Linked DNA regions of Mus musculus: all the other regions are linked to region 1. The links are chromatin contacts, called in public HiChIP or PLAC-seq and promoter capture Hi-C maps. All regions are on one chromosome and are shown on one strand. Each heading gives the region's core, a stretch centred on a gene start, on an enhancer-like site or on the middle of the called end of the contact. The rest is flanking DNA. Distances are from core to core; before and after follow the strand shown.

Region 1 (3,166 bases), core at 265-2,764:
GGTTTCGTAGCCAGCGCATGTCTGTGAGGCAGCGGGCCCAAGAACGAGGGGCTAGAGTGAATATTCAGGATAAGCAGTGAGTGCCTGGTTACTAGAGACATCTGGGCCCTCTCCCACAGATTTACTCGAGCCAAACTCAGTTTAGGAGATCCTGGGAATCAGAATGGGGAAGGGAACAAGCCTTATCAGACCAAATTACAACGGCTTGAGATGGCTGGCAGCAGGAAGGGAAGGCAGCAGTAGATGAGGGAGTCACAGAAAATTCCAGAGGCACCCAAATTTTACCAAGGCCAATCTTTGGGGAAGCCAAATGATGAGAGAGCAGGGGAAGATGCTGTCTGGCCCATATCAAGTGCTGTTTGTGGTCCAGACAGGCCTCCTTGAGTATCACACTTACAGGGTACTCAGCAATGTAATCCATTTTACTGATGTGGAAACACACGCTGAGAGGTGACATCTCACCTCTTCAGTCCAGATCACACCATCTCACTGACTCCTTTCCCCAGTGTTCTGGACTGCCTGTGCCTACCTTTTCCTCAGTCTTGAAGACTCACCCAGGACAACCTTCAGCCCATCTGTCAGGTCACAAGGGCAATCCATAGAGAGCTGCATCAGTGGACCCAGGAAAAGGATCTGGGGGGGGGGGGCAAACATAAAATGAAAGCCTTTTACCACAATCCAATGACCTTGCCCACACCTATGCCCTTGGTCAGCCTCACCAGACCTCAGGTTTCCTGAGTTCTAGGGTTTCCCAGCCATGTACACCAGAAGCTTAGGGGGCCACATCATAATTCCTGTCTTCCATCTGCCAAAAGCTGTACCCAAGCAGGGCACGTCATTACACTAGTGACAACAGAGTTGGAAAAATAAAGCAGGACTCACCATAGTTAGCAGCAGGGGCAGCAGCGCTGCTGGGAAAATGCCCTCCAGCCTGAAGCCCATCAAGGTAAGCAGTGATGTGCCTGGCTGAGCCACAGGAAAGGGGGCGTTAGTGATGTTCCCTCCCACAAAATTCTAGATTCTTCCCCTAGCTGCCCTGTGCCCCACCCACCTCCTTCGCACCTGGATGCCAGTGAGTTCCCTCCAGAGCAGCACGCAAAGAGGGGACAAGCTGGACACTACCAGGACACTGGTGGAACGCCGCTTGATAACAGCGGGGTGGTCCCTAGGAAAAGGGACAGTAAGTTCCGGGGGGCCTGCAGCAACCACGCCAACGCGGCCCCACCCCCGTCCGGCCCAAGCTCCGCCCGCAGCCCCGCCCCACGAGGGCGCAGATCCCGGCCGCGCGCGCATCCCCCGCACCTGGGCAGCTCGCTCTTCCACACGTAGAGGCTGCCCACGTAGGAGCAGGCGAGGCTGAAGCAGGAGAACACAGACACCCAGCAGCACAGCCCCGAGCCCGGGCCGCTCAGCGCGGCTGACTCGGGCTGCCGCTCTGGCCGCGATACCGACAGTAAACGCAGCCCGTCCCCGCCCAGCGCCGCCATCACGCCCGGACCCGTGGCGCGCGGCAGTGACGCGACGGCGTAGGTGACGTCAGGCGGCGGCGCGAGTTGTCGGGTCCCCCGGGCGCCCCTCCCCTTGCACGATAGTTGATACTTTGTGCTTGGAACGGCTTTATTGAAATACAGAAGTTGTGACACACGTGTCCCGGGCTTCCTTGGCTTGCTGGGCGTCTCAGAGAGAATGCTTAGGACCTGTGTCCCGGATTCAGCCACTCGGACAGATTGGATACCTCCTGTAGCCACAAGTCCTGCGGGAGCAGAGGAGGCGGTGGTGAGGACCCGGCGGTGGTAGCTCAGGCCCGCACCCGCCCTGCTCTCGCTGCGGTACCTCCAGGCCGCCCGCAGGGCTAGCTGCCTCTGCCGCCTGGGCCCTGCCGTGGGCCGCTTGGGTCTGCGATCCTCTAGCAGTGAGGGAGACCTCGGTGAGCTCGCGGTCGCGCGTGGCGGATTTTGGCGGGCTCCGGTCTCTTGCTGAGCCCAGAACTCGCGATTCTTCCCTGCCATGGTTGGGGCTGCCCCTCTTGGGCCTCTTGTTTTCTGCTTGCCCGATGGATTCTAGGAGAGAACAAGCCCATTTCATCTTACTCCCGAAGATTTGTGCCAATGCTACAGAGATTGTTGGGGCAGGGGTATCGTTCTAAATTAACTCTCCCGCTCCACCTTTCCGGATGAAAACATTTCAGTACCTGACCTCCCATGATAGGCGACATCTAACTTTCCGCCCAAACTAGGTGATATGCATTTCAAGTTCCTCTCTGAACCTAAGCTTTGCTTCGGGCAATAAGCAACTCAATCTCTCTCTGGTATTGTTCTAGGCAGTTACTACAGAGGCAGCTTTTTGTTGTTGATGTTCAGACAGACTCTCTTGAAACCCAGGCTAGCCTTAAAGTGATCATCTTGCTTCTAACACCCAAGTGCTGGAATTAGACACTCGTGAACATGCTTTAGCTCAGCGGTTCTCAACCTGCGGGTCGCACATCAGATACTTACACTGTGGTGCATAACAGTGGCAAAATGACAGTTAATTAGTAACACTGAAGATAACTGTATGGTTGGGGATCACCACAGCACGAGGCACTGTATTAAAAGGTGGCAGCGTCAGGAAGGTTGGGAACCACCATCACTAATCCGTAGTAGATCCAGTTTTGGAAGAACAAACACAGAGGAGGATCAAACTCGGTATTGACAAGCAAACCAACTCTGACACTGAGCTACATCCCCAGCCTCGCAGGTGCAGATTTACAGAGTCTTGCCTTGGCTGATTCCTCCTGAGTCAATGAATGCACGTTTCTCTGGAAAGGCTAATGTGCACATACTAAGTACAACGCACAAGTCCTATTGAGTAGCTTTAAAGTAGGAATGCATGCGGTTGCTACTCCAAGTCCCTCAATCACTGTGGAAGGCGGCCAAATCCCAGGTGGCAGCAGCATGGCTAAAGTGGAATGGGATCGTTGGATAGCTGGACCACTCCACACCATGAATTTTATTTCTCTGGTTTCAGTCCAGGGCTTACCCCCAAAGCTAGAAACTTACCTTCAGGGAATTCCTGGGCAATATTCTTGTGCTGGTCTTTGGTGTTCTGGGCTGAAATGTTTTTCTCTGGAGTCAGGTGCTTTAACAATTAGAAAGACCAAGTGAATTCTGCAGAAGTCTGAATGAAC
Region 2 (3,211 bases), core at 173-2,672, 320 kb after region 1:
TCCTGGGAGAGCAGCCGGTGCACACTGTTATCTTGGCTGACCTGAGGGACAGTTACCCAAGCACATCACTCCTGGACTAGGGAGGCTCACCCCAGAACGATGAGTTCACCATACTTGATGGGCTCCTCGCCTGCCAGTGCTTCTTCACCAGGACAAGACAGGATGCAAGAGCCCTGGCTCCCCGGGTGCTGGAGGTCTGAGGTCCGGGGGGATCCCACGTCAGGGTTTCCTTCCAGCACCATTCTGAGCACAGTGGGAGAAGAGAAAAGAACCTTGCAACTTCCCACCCCAGCTCCTCTCAGGCTCTGGCTAGACACAAGGCAAGAATGGTCCGTCAACACTTGTTATTATAACTACTTCCTTTCCCCCAAATGGTGAGGTTGCTGGGATACCAAGGAGGGAGACTGGTGAGACAAGACCAAGAAACAAATGGCAAAATCAGAGTCAGAGTGTTTGGTCGGTTAGAGCAATATACCAACTTTGGATGGAATGTGTTTGGCAGAGGGGCAGCCAGGACTTAAGAGACCTCTAGACTCAGACTTAATTCCTGGCTTAAGCTCTTAACCCCAAGACCTCAGTTAAGCTCTCTGTCAGGTTCTTGGGTGTCTGTCTTCATTCTAATCTTATTGCCCTTTTTGCAGCAGGTCTAGGCCTCTGTCAGTCTGTCTGTTCTCAATGACTCTCTGTCCTCCCAGCACGTCCTTTTCTGCCTGTTCTCGCCCCACTCCGGTCCCTACTTCTATCCTTCCTCTATCTGTCTGCCTTTGTCTTACCACCCACCTGACTCAGTCTCCCTATCTTAGCCTGGCAATGCAGGCAGGCCTCCAGATCCCTCCCTCCCTCAGGTGTCTGTCTGTGGTCCTCAGGCCGCTTAGGTCTCTGGAGGCCTGTGGGGGCGGCGCTCCCCAGTCGGGCACCTCCTGCAGCAGAGTCAGTCGCCCGCAGGCTGTTAACAGCCCCAACGTTGGAAGGTCTGCGCAGAGGCAGGCCTGCACCCCGTGCTCGGGAAGGGCACAATGACAGCATACGCAGATACACACCAGGCGGCCCCTCACAAATACGCGCGCGCACGCTGTCAGTCCCGCGGGCAGTGCCTAGACTGGCACAGCATACCCAAGAACTCCTACGGCAGAGACGCGCCTCCGCGCTAACAGCCACAGGCGCCAGCCCTCAGACCCGCTCTCTTAACCCCGCCACCCCCAGATACTCAAACACGCCCCCAACGCACGCCCAACACAGCCCCCCGCCCCCCACCTCGCCAGCCTCACCTGGCGGCGTTCTGGGGCTCTCTGTGTGCTGCTGGCCCCCACCCGCCTCACCTCTACTGCGCCCCGGGACTGCCGCGGCGGGATGGGCCCGGCCCGCGGCTGCTCGGTGCAGCCTCGTCACGGGGACACCCGAGGCCCGGAGGAGGGAGGGATGTGCACACAAACCTCCACGCCCCACCCCTTGCCCCACGCCCCGCCCCGGCTCCGCCCCTAGAGGCCCCACCTTACCCCGAGGCTCCGCCTCCTGCGGCTTAAGCCTGGCTGTAGTCTGGGAAGCCAAAGAGGTTGTCTACAAGACCCCTCTCTTATTCCAGGCTCCGGACACCTCACCCTCATTCTGGGGTCTTCTAGGTTCTCCCCGAGACCGGAGCCTCCTTTCACACAGTAATCTAGAGGCTCCTTTTCCCAACCTAAGACTAGCGACTGCCCACCCGCTGCTCCAAGACCCCGCCTCCTTTATGGGGAAATCTCGGAATTACAGAGAAGCCCAGAGCAAACAGAGGGAAGGAAACTACTAGAAGAGGCGGAGGAAGGTGCATCACCCGTGGAGGCTGAGGAAAGCCACTGCGGTTGTCTCGAGTGCAGATCTGTCTTTCAGTTCAGCGCGACCACTTTCTCTCTGTGCAACAATCAGTGAGCTCTGGCCTCCTTGGTGTCCAGAGACATGAATCACTGACCTCCCCTCCCAACAGCATGCTTCTATCCTTTGCAAAGCCTCAAAGGAAAGCCCACTTTGGGGTGCTCGGTCCCTCAGGGCCACAGGCTTTCTTCTGTCAGTACCAGGCTCTCTGGGTTGAATTTGGGCAAATTAAGTCCTGTAATCCTTGGAAGGCGGGTACGATAATTGTGGCCTGTCACCCCTGTCCCCGATGCCACAAAACAGATTTACAGAAATGGCTTGCTACAAAGGAACCAAGAGAGGATCTGGCCCATGGCTTCATACACCTTGATAAACACTTTACCACTTACCAACATCTCCAGCCCTTGAACGACTCATTATTTTTTTTATATTAAATCTATTTTCATGTATATGAGTATTTTGCTTCCGTGTATGGTTGTGCACCACTTGTATGCCTACCTGGTGCCAACAGAGGCCAGAAACTCGAATTCTCTGGGACTGGAGTTACAAACAGTTGTGAGCCACCATGCCAGTGCTAAGTATCAAACCCAGAGCTGGGCAGTGGTGGCGCAAGCCTTTAATCCCAGCACTTGGGAGGCAGAGGCAGGCGGATTTCTGAGTTCAAGGCCAGCCTGGTCTACAGAGTGAGTTACAGGACAGCCAGGACTATACAGAGAAACCCTGTCTAATAATAATAATAATAATAATAATAATAATAATAATAATAAAAACCCAGGCTCTCTGAAAGAGCAAGCAGCCATTGCACTTAGCCACTGAGCCATCTCTAGTCCCCTTACTTTGTTTGCTTGTTTGTTAGTTTTGAGAGTCTCACTGTATACCCCTGAATGGCCTGGAGCTCACCATGTACATCATCAGACTAGCCTCCAAAAAGCTGGAGTTAAAAGCAAGGGCCGCCAAACCTGATGAACTCCTGACTTTGAAAGCTGCCATGAACTAGAGATGGACTCAGTTGTGCAACTACCAAACCCAGACACTATTGCAGATGCCAAGAAGAGCTTGCTGATAGGAGTCTGATATATAGCTGTTTCCTGAGAGGTTCTGCCAGTGCCTGGCTAATACAGAAGTAGATGCTCACAGTCATCCATTAGACAGAGCACAGGGTCCCCAATGAAGGAGCTAGATGAGGTACCCAAGGAGCTGAAAGGGTTTGCAGCCCTATAGGAGGAACAACAATATGAACTAACTGGTAACCTCAGAGCTCCCTGAGACTAAACCACCAATCAAAGAAAACACACGGAGAGACTCATGGCTCTAGCTGCATATGTAGCAGAGGATGGCCTAGTCGGTCATCAATGGGAGGAGA
Region 3 (3,426 bases), core at 100-2,599, 400 kb after region 1:
TAACTGTGTGTAGGTAAAACTGTCGAGAGATGCTCAAGGCAGAGGGGATGAAGAGGCCTTGAAAACCTGTTAGAACTGAACTCAAGACTGTCCCTCTTGGCATAATGGAAGTCTGGAAAGAAAACTTAAAGAGTAACTGTCTTTCCCAGTGTAATCCATTGCTGTCTTTTCCCTAACGTCACCAGCTAGGGTTAGATGCAGCCCAGGGGTAAGAGTGTTTGCCTCGCATGCACAGGGCTCTGAGTTCAGTTCCCAGTACCACACAGTCATCTGCAGTCCACCATGATCTAAGGAACCACCTTCGATGAGCCAAGCCTGGTGGCTAGATTCCGGGAACAGGACAGAACAGGGATAGTAACAGCATGGTCTGGCTGATACATAGGAAAAACATTCTAAAAAACTATATTCTTTAGAAGACACACATTTATATAACCTTGTATATATATACTTTTATATATTCATATTTATTTGTATTTATTACTTAGAAGCACGTGTGCCACTGTGCTTGTGTGGAGGTTAGGGAACAATTTGCTGGAGTCGCTTCAGTTTTTCTAACATATGGGTCCTGGGCGTGGCCTCGGGGCATCAGGCTTGGCAGCAAACGCTCTCACCAGTCCACATAAATATATTTCTTTTTCTTTTTTTTTTTTTTTTTTTCGTTTTTTTGAGACAGGGTTTCTCTGTATAGTCCTGAATATATCCTGGAACTCACTCTGTGGACCAGACTGGCCTCGGACTCAGAAATCCGCCTGCCTCTGCCTCCCAAATGCTGGGATTAAAGGCGTGCGCCACCACGCCTAGTGAAAATTAGGTTTTTAAGCACTCCTGAGGGTGGCAGTGGCGACTACAGGGGAGGGGGCCGAACGTCACCTGGGCCACGATTCCCTCCAGAGCCTTTGTTCAATCCTCCTTGTTGGACCCAGGTACCGTAGGAGGGCCTATCTGTCCGTCTTCCACATATGTTGGGGATTTTCGTTTGCAAAAGTGCCTCGACCTCTGGGGGAACTCCCTCGGAGCACCGCGCTGGGACCTTCTGCGACAATTGATGACACTGGCTTCTTCCTTCTGGTCGGACTTACTTCCTAATCTGCTTAGAGCTTAGAGGGCTCCAAACCTTAGAACACGCCAAGAGGAAGAACCTCCCAGCTAGATCGACTGTGCCCAACAACCACCGGACCCCTTCCCTCCTGCGCAGTCCTTATCCCTTCCCCAGAGATTCCGGACCCGTGCCTAAGGAGAAGACGGGTGCGAGGCGAAGGGACGGCGGTGAGACACAGCTTCAGGCGCGGAAGCAAGCTAGAAGGCGGAACCTAATACCCTAAAGGCACAGCCACCAGCGAGGCGGAGTCTGGAGAGCGGGCGTCCGGGGGAGGGGAGCAATGGCTCTTTGTTCCCGCCCTGGAGGCGGAGCCGAGGTCCGAGCCTGCAAAACGTGGTCCGCAGTGTAACCCAACCCCGACCCTCCGCTACGGCGCTCCGACCTTGGGATTCCTGGACACCGACCAGCGTCGCTCTCCTTCGGCCTCCCAGCCCTGCGTAGGCGCAGGTGCAGCCGCCTTCTGTGGGCCTGGTGCAATAGGACTGCGGCAACCATGGCGCGGGGAAACGCCCCTCGGGACAGGTGAGGTGGGAACCCATGTGCTGCGTACCGTGGCCCAGGTGGCCACGAGCCTTTGAATTCCCGCTCGTCTTGATGCTCCTGGGCTCAAAGACGAACGGGACTACAATTCCCATCAGCCGATTCCCTTAGCTGCTTGAGCCAGGGTGATGGGGATTGTAGTCCGTTCTACTGAGGGGCGGCTAGGGCGGCCCAGGCGTACGTCCTCGGGGTGACCTTCTGATTGATCCCCACAGCTACCACCTGGTTGGGATCAGCTTCTTCATTCTGGGACTGGGCACCCTTCTCCCCTGGAACTTCTTCATTACCGCCATCCCGGTGAGACCCGCGGCCGCTGGGCAACCTCATGGCCACAAACCAACATCCCTCCAGCCGTCTTGAACTGAGCCACTTTCCTCACCAGGCCACTTACTACAGCTCAGCCTGTCAGGGACAGCACCAAGCCTCATAGAGGGAACCGCCTCTCCCCTGGCTAGGCAAACTTTTAGGAAGGTACAGATCTCAGAGGTGCAGGGCCATCCACGTAGGGAGTCTGACCAGCAAAGGAGTTTCCATCCCATGCCCTTTGTCGTTATTTTTGGCCAGTCACTCCAAAGTGTCTTTTTTCCAAGCCTTTGGCTTTCTTTGCAATGACATGAGTTACAGTCATTCAACTAATAATTAATGAGCAACTACTGTAGACAGATGTGGAGGAAGGCCCGATTCCCCAAAGCATGCATTCTTTTATAGAAAGGCAGAAATCTATAGCTTGTTTTCTCCTTTTTGTTTTATTGTTGTTGTTGTTTTCGTTTTTTTCGAGACAGGGTTTCTCTGTGTAGCCCTGGCTGTCCTAGAACTCACTCTGTAGACCAGGCTGGCCTCGAACTCAGAGATCTGCCTGCCTCTGCCTTCTGAGTGCTGGGATTAAAGGCGTGCATCACCACTGCCTAACTTTTGTGTTTTCTTTAGAATAGGGTTATTCAAACATATTCAGTGGGTTAACTTCCCAGGTGTCTGTGGAGTGCTGGCATCGGTGCTGGACCCTGATACCCAAAGATGGATCAGCTACTGAATCTGAGAGACACAGAGCCAGGGCTATTAATAATGAAACAAGACACGTGCCAGGCCATTCCACCCTGAAGCAGAGAGCTATAAAGGTTCTCAAAAGAAATTTCTTCTGCTTCATAGAAAAGATTTGTAAATTAGGAACTGAGCAGACAAAGGGTGGAAGCAAAGCGCATCCTATTTAGAGAAAGATCTGGAGCCTGCAGCTTACCAGAATGGAAGGATGCTAAACCGTGAGGTCTGCCTTGCAGGCAGGGTACGCATAAGAGTGCTGGGCTCTGTGTGCCCGAGAAAACGGATTGGCTTAGTTCCCAAGCTAAGGCCTCGCATACAGTAGATGTTCAATAAGTACCCATGGAATGAATAAGGGTTGAGGTGGTTATAGCAGGGGAATGGAGGCTAGGTCCAGGACACTGAAAAGGAGATGGAACCCAGAGATGCAGCAAGACCTTGGGCTCAGGCGCAGCAGTTAGCCATCTTTAATCCCAGCACTCTGGAGGCAGAGGCAGGCAGATTTCTGAGTTCAAGGCCAGCCTGGTCTACAAAGTGAGTTCCAGGACAGCCAGGGCTATACAGAGAAACCCTGTCTCGAAAAAAAAAAACAAACAAAGACAGCCCCACAGATGTTAACCAAACAAAGATGCTCAATTGACAAGTGTGGGGGGGTGCTTTCTGACCTTACACTGTCTACACCGTCTCTGTGTGGCAGTACTTCCAGGGGCGGTTAGCAGGGACCAACAGCAGTGCTGAGACCATGGGCACCA
Region 4 (3,349 bases), core at 131-2,630, 340 kb before region 1:
ATGGGCCTGGGATCCCATATTTCTTACATGACCCTTGGCAGAGGTTGAGACACAGATGGTGGGAAAGCGTCTCGCACAACCTAGATACTCCTCCAAGGCCAGGCTTATCACAGGAAGACGGAGCGCCTGTTATACCCCACTTCTTTACTCTATGGTAATACCTGACGGAGTTTGTTGAGCAGTTCTGGAATGCCAGCCAACCTCTGTGTGGCCCTCTGGAAGTCCCGATACTGGAGTACCAACTGTACCATCTCAGGGTCTCCAGTGCTGACTGCCTCCTGCAGGACTGGAGATGAGCAACTGCTGGGGTAGCCCTCTTAGCGCCCCCAGGCACGGTTACTTACTCCCCCTGCCCCCCATTCACCAACCTGGAAGCTAGTCTCAAGGGAGGACCCTCTGCCCTGCACAGTACCTGCCCAGCCCTGGTGGCTCTCTTTGCCCACGTTGGCATTATGTCGGAGGAGGACTCTCACAGACTCCAAGTTCCCCAAGGTCACAGCAAGCTCCAGGGGGGTTCGCCCTTGGGGGTCCTCCTGCTCAATGTCGTGCTAAGGGAGATGGGTCACTCAATACAAGGCAAGAGAGGGCCAAAGCAAGGAGGTCACTGGATTGAAAAGGGCTGGAGTTACTATGGGTAACCAGGTCAGTGAGAAGATAAGAGTGTGGCCTATGTGGACTGGAAAGTGTCGGGGTAAAGGGGACAGTAAGGGCCAGTGGGAAGGAACTGCTCATTTCTTCTGCCCTCTGCTATCCAGAGTTGAGGGCCTGGTGGTGGAGTCTAGCAAGACAGATTCAGGCTAGGGATGCTGAGAGTTTAGACCAGCTTGAGGGCTAGAACACGGTTCTTGTCCTCATTCTAGCTCAGAGGTGATGAGGGTGAATCCTGAGCTTAACGCAATACGAAGGGGGCAGATAGCAGAGCAAGGCCCAACCAAGGGAGATGCGCTAAACAAATGCTCAAGCTCGAGGGCAGGTGACCAGGGATTTGGAAAGAGCTGGACCTAAGGAGTCAGGATGCAGCTGCGGAGCACAGCAGGGGCGGTGAGCTGCGGAGTAGATTCCGTACTTTGGCACCGGGGCTTGGGGAGGAAACCAACCGAATCGGATCCCCTTCAGGGCCTCACCTTGCGGCTGTGCAGTGCGGCCTCCAGTTCGCGGTGCCGGTTCGCCCAGACTAGCCGGTGCAGCGGGAAGGTGGGGCCCAGGCCGGCCATGCTGGGCTTCAGCACCGCATCCCGAGCGAAAGGCCCAGCCCTTCTTGGCCTGCGCCTGGCACGTCCCCTGCTCCTCCGCTCTGAGCCGCACCTCAGCCGCACCCGCTGCAGCCCCGCGGACCCCTGCTAGAAGCCGCCGCAGCAAGAGCGAAGGCGGCAGGGAGGGCGGGGCGGGGATCTGGGGGCGGGGCTACATGGAGTTAGGGCGTGGCGTCGGGCTTCGCACACCCTCGCCTCCCGTAGCTACGGCAACCACTGCAGGCCTGCGCGCTGGGGGCGGGCGGAGTGTGTGTGGGGTGCTGTCCAGTCTCCAGGGCAACCACATGCGCCCCAGGAACAGCCGGAACTTCATTTTGAAGCGCCATGGTCGGTGGGGTTGTTCCGGAGGGCGGGGCATAGCTGCAGCTCCACCCGTGCCCGCAGGGGGCGCCCCAGGCCCTGGGCAAATCTCTTAGTGGTCAGAAAGGTGAGGGAGGAGGGAACGGAAGGGGAGTGGGGTAGGCTCGGTGGCACTGGGATTGGGCCAGGGTCTGTTGTTCTTGCAGCCCCCCCCGCCCCCACCCCCCCCCACCCCCGCTGACAATGTGTCCTTCTGTCTAGCCCACTCCTGAGTTCCATCAGCACCGACTTGTCTTTTATAGGCGGGTGGGATGGGAAATCTTGACCTCATCCCTGCCAGCACAGGCGCTTAGCTTCTGGAGATGGGCACCCCGCAGCAACCCCTAATGCTGACCAGTCAAAGCTTTCTTTCCCGAGGATCTGTCTGGCCTTGATGCCTGGAAGACAGCAAGGAATCAGGAACAGGAATATTGTTGGGGTTGGGGGACATAAGCTCAGCTTCCTGGCTGGGTGATCGGCCAGGGTGCACGCTACCACCACAGGAGTCCATTTTGCAGAGGCTGCATTTTACTGCCAACAGGGAAGGAAGGAGAATTTCGAAACAAGGCTGGCACTTCCACTCACACAGGATCTAGGGTTCAAGCAGCCAGCCAGCTTAGTTGGGACCCTTGGTTATCTTCAGTCCTACCATGGGTTCTCTGATCCTGGTCTTGCTGGGTGGCGAGGGGGTAAACCAGACTTTCCAAAACTGACTCTGGTCTGTTTCTCTATTTTTAAATCTTACATTCATTTTTGTGTGGGGGTGCTCATGAGTGTGGAGGTGAAAAACCAACTTTTGAGAGTTGGTTCTCTCCCATCCTTTAACTCAGGTTGTCAGGTTTGGCAGCAAACACCTTCATCGGATGGCTCCACCTCCCTATCTGTTAAACTTAGTGTGATGGAGAAAGGCCATCTAACTGAGGTTCCCTTCCTGCCCAAGGATGTCCTCATCTCTTCAGCCTGATTGCCACCTTTCTCCCTGCGATCGGGTGGTTTATAGCAGTCCGGGATCTAGGCTACCCACCGTGTGTGCTGTGGTCAGGTCATCTACGATGTCTGGACTTTGGGAGGAACTCAAGGCCCTGAGCTTCTAAAGGTCCAGAGCTCTGCAGTTAGGTCCTGCTGGTCTCTGCTTCTGTCAGAGACTTCCTCCTCAGCATCGTCACCCTGGCCCTGGACGGCCTAGGACTTGCTGCAGTCTTGAGCATCTCTCCGCCAGTCTTTACTGCTCTGACATCGACCCTTCTTTCCACATGGACCTCCCTCTCCTAGCTGACAGCTTGTCCACTCCCATCTGATATCACTTCCAGGACACCTCTGGTCTTAGGTATTCCATGCTGCCATATTAGGGTGTCAGAAGCCAAGTCCAAACGCCTTTCTCTCTTCCTTCCAGGCCAGCTGTGCTCTGAGCTATCATCACCTCTTTTTTGTTGTTTTGTCTTTTGAGACAGGGTCTCACTAACTAGCCCAGACTGTCCAGGAACTCTCTCTCTGAGGACCAGACTAGACCCAAACTCACAAAAGTGCTGGGATTAAATGTGTGCTCTGCCATGTTCAGCTCCACCTTACCTCTTGACCAACAACATGGCCTCCCTCACACGCTCCCTCAGTGTGGCCTGGCTTACTACACTGTTCCATTTTTTCCTCTCTGGCGTCTTTCACCTCTTCCTTCACAATCACCAATTACAAGAACATCTTTCCTGGACAGAAGCAATGGTCCTATCTCCCCACTTCTTGCAGTGACCAGCTATTTGTTT

The links. Promoter capture Hi-C pulls out the DNA fragments that hold promoters and counts their contacts. HiChIP or PLAC-seq counts read pairs in DNA pulled down with a chosen protein or histone mark.
Region 2: a contact with region 1 is called in a promoter capture Hi-C map of second pharyngeal arch cranial neural crest. The contact joins the promoter of Peli3 here to the promoter of Rce1 in region 1. A contact is called at or near these places in 14 of 39 promoter capture datasets (the 3T3-L1 cell line, the C10 cell line, the HPC-7 cell line and 8 more), 1 of 15 datasets of contacts at CTCF or cohesin (the NIH/3T3 cell line), 6 of 484 Hi-C or Micro-C datasets (CD8 T cells, bone marrow-derived macrophages, cerebellum and 2 more), 28 of 115 datasets of contacts at active chromatin or transcription factors (the 230-238 cell line, VIP interneurons, bone marrow-derived macrophages and 14 more) and 2 of 9 other capture datasets (adipose tissue and liver).
Region 3: an H3K4me3 HiChIP or PLAC-seq map of embryonic basal ganglia shows a contact between it and region 1, with 4 times the contacts expected there. The contact joins the promoter of Slc29a2 here to the promoter of Rce1 in region 1. A contact is called at or near these places in 15 of 39 promoter capture datasets (the 3T3-L1 cell line, 3T3-L1-derived adipocytes, the C10 cell line and 9 more), 4 of 15 datasets of contacts at CTCF or cohesin (the NIH/3T3 cell line, embryonic stem cells and large pre-B cells), 4 of 484 Hi-C or Micro-C datasets (embryonic stem cells, granulosa cells, natural killer cells and 1 more), 31 of 115 datasets of contacts at active chromatin or transcription factors (the 230-238 cell line, the SCID.adh cell line, astrocytes and 19 more) and 4 of 9 other capture datasets (adipose tissue, embryonic stem cells, liver and 1 more).
Region 4: a contact with region 1 is called in a FOXA1 HiChIP or PLAC-seq map of pancreatic cancer cells. The contact joins the promoter of Ankrd13d here to the promoter of Rce1 in region 1. A contact is called at or near these places in 1 of 115 datasets of contacts at active chromatin or transcription factors (pancreatic cancer cells) and 1 of 9 other capture datasets (pancreatic islet).

Annotation. Positions count from the first base shown.
Region 1 is chr19:4,624,131-4,627,296 of GRCm38.p6, forward strand. It overlaps Rce1 (Ras converting CAAX endopeptidase 1), which reads right to left and starts at 1,515. Exons shown (of 8, transcript NM_023131.2): 1 at 1,303-1,515; 2 at 1,063-1,165; 3 at 883-966; 4 at 555-633; 5 at 1-51. The coding sequence starts at 1,487. Gm960 (predicted gene 960) reads right to left here. Exons shown (of 15, transcript NM_001033447.3): 14 at 3,039-3,117; 15 at 1,711-2,060. The coding sequence ends at 1,711.
Region 2 is chr19:4,941,670-4,944,880 of GRCm38.p6, forward strand. It overlaps Peli3 (pellino 3), which reads right to left and starts at 1,423. Exons shown (of 7, transcript NM_172835.3): 1 at 1,269-1,423; 2 at 91-243. The coding sequence starts at 242.
Region 3 is chr19:5,022,657-5,026,082 of GRCm38.p6, forward strand. It overlaps Slc29a2 (solute carrier family 29 (nucleoside transporters), member 2), which reads left to right and starts at 1,350. Exons shown (of 12, transcript NM_007854.3): 1 at 1,350-1,621; 2 at 1,855-1,936; 3 at 3,372-3,426. The coding sequence starts at 1,593.
Region 4 is chr19:4,281,757-4,285,105 of GRCm38.p6, forward strand. Ankrd13d (ankyrin repeat domain 13 family, member D) reads right to left here and starts at 1,381. Exons shown (of 15, transcript NM_026720.2): 1 at 1,125-1,381; 2 at 413-548; 3 at 162-286. The coding sequence starts at 1,214.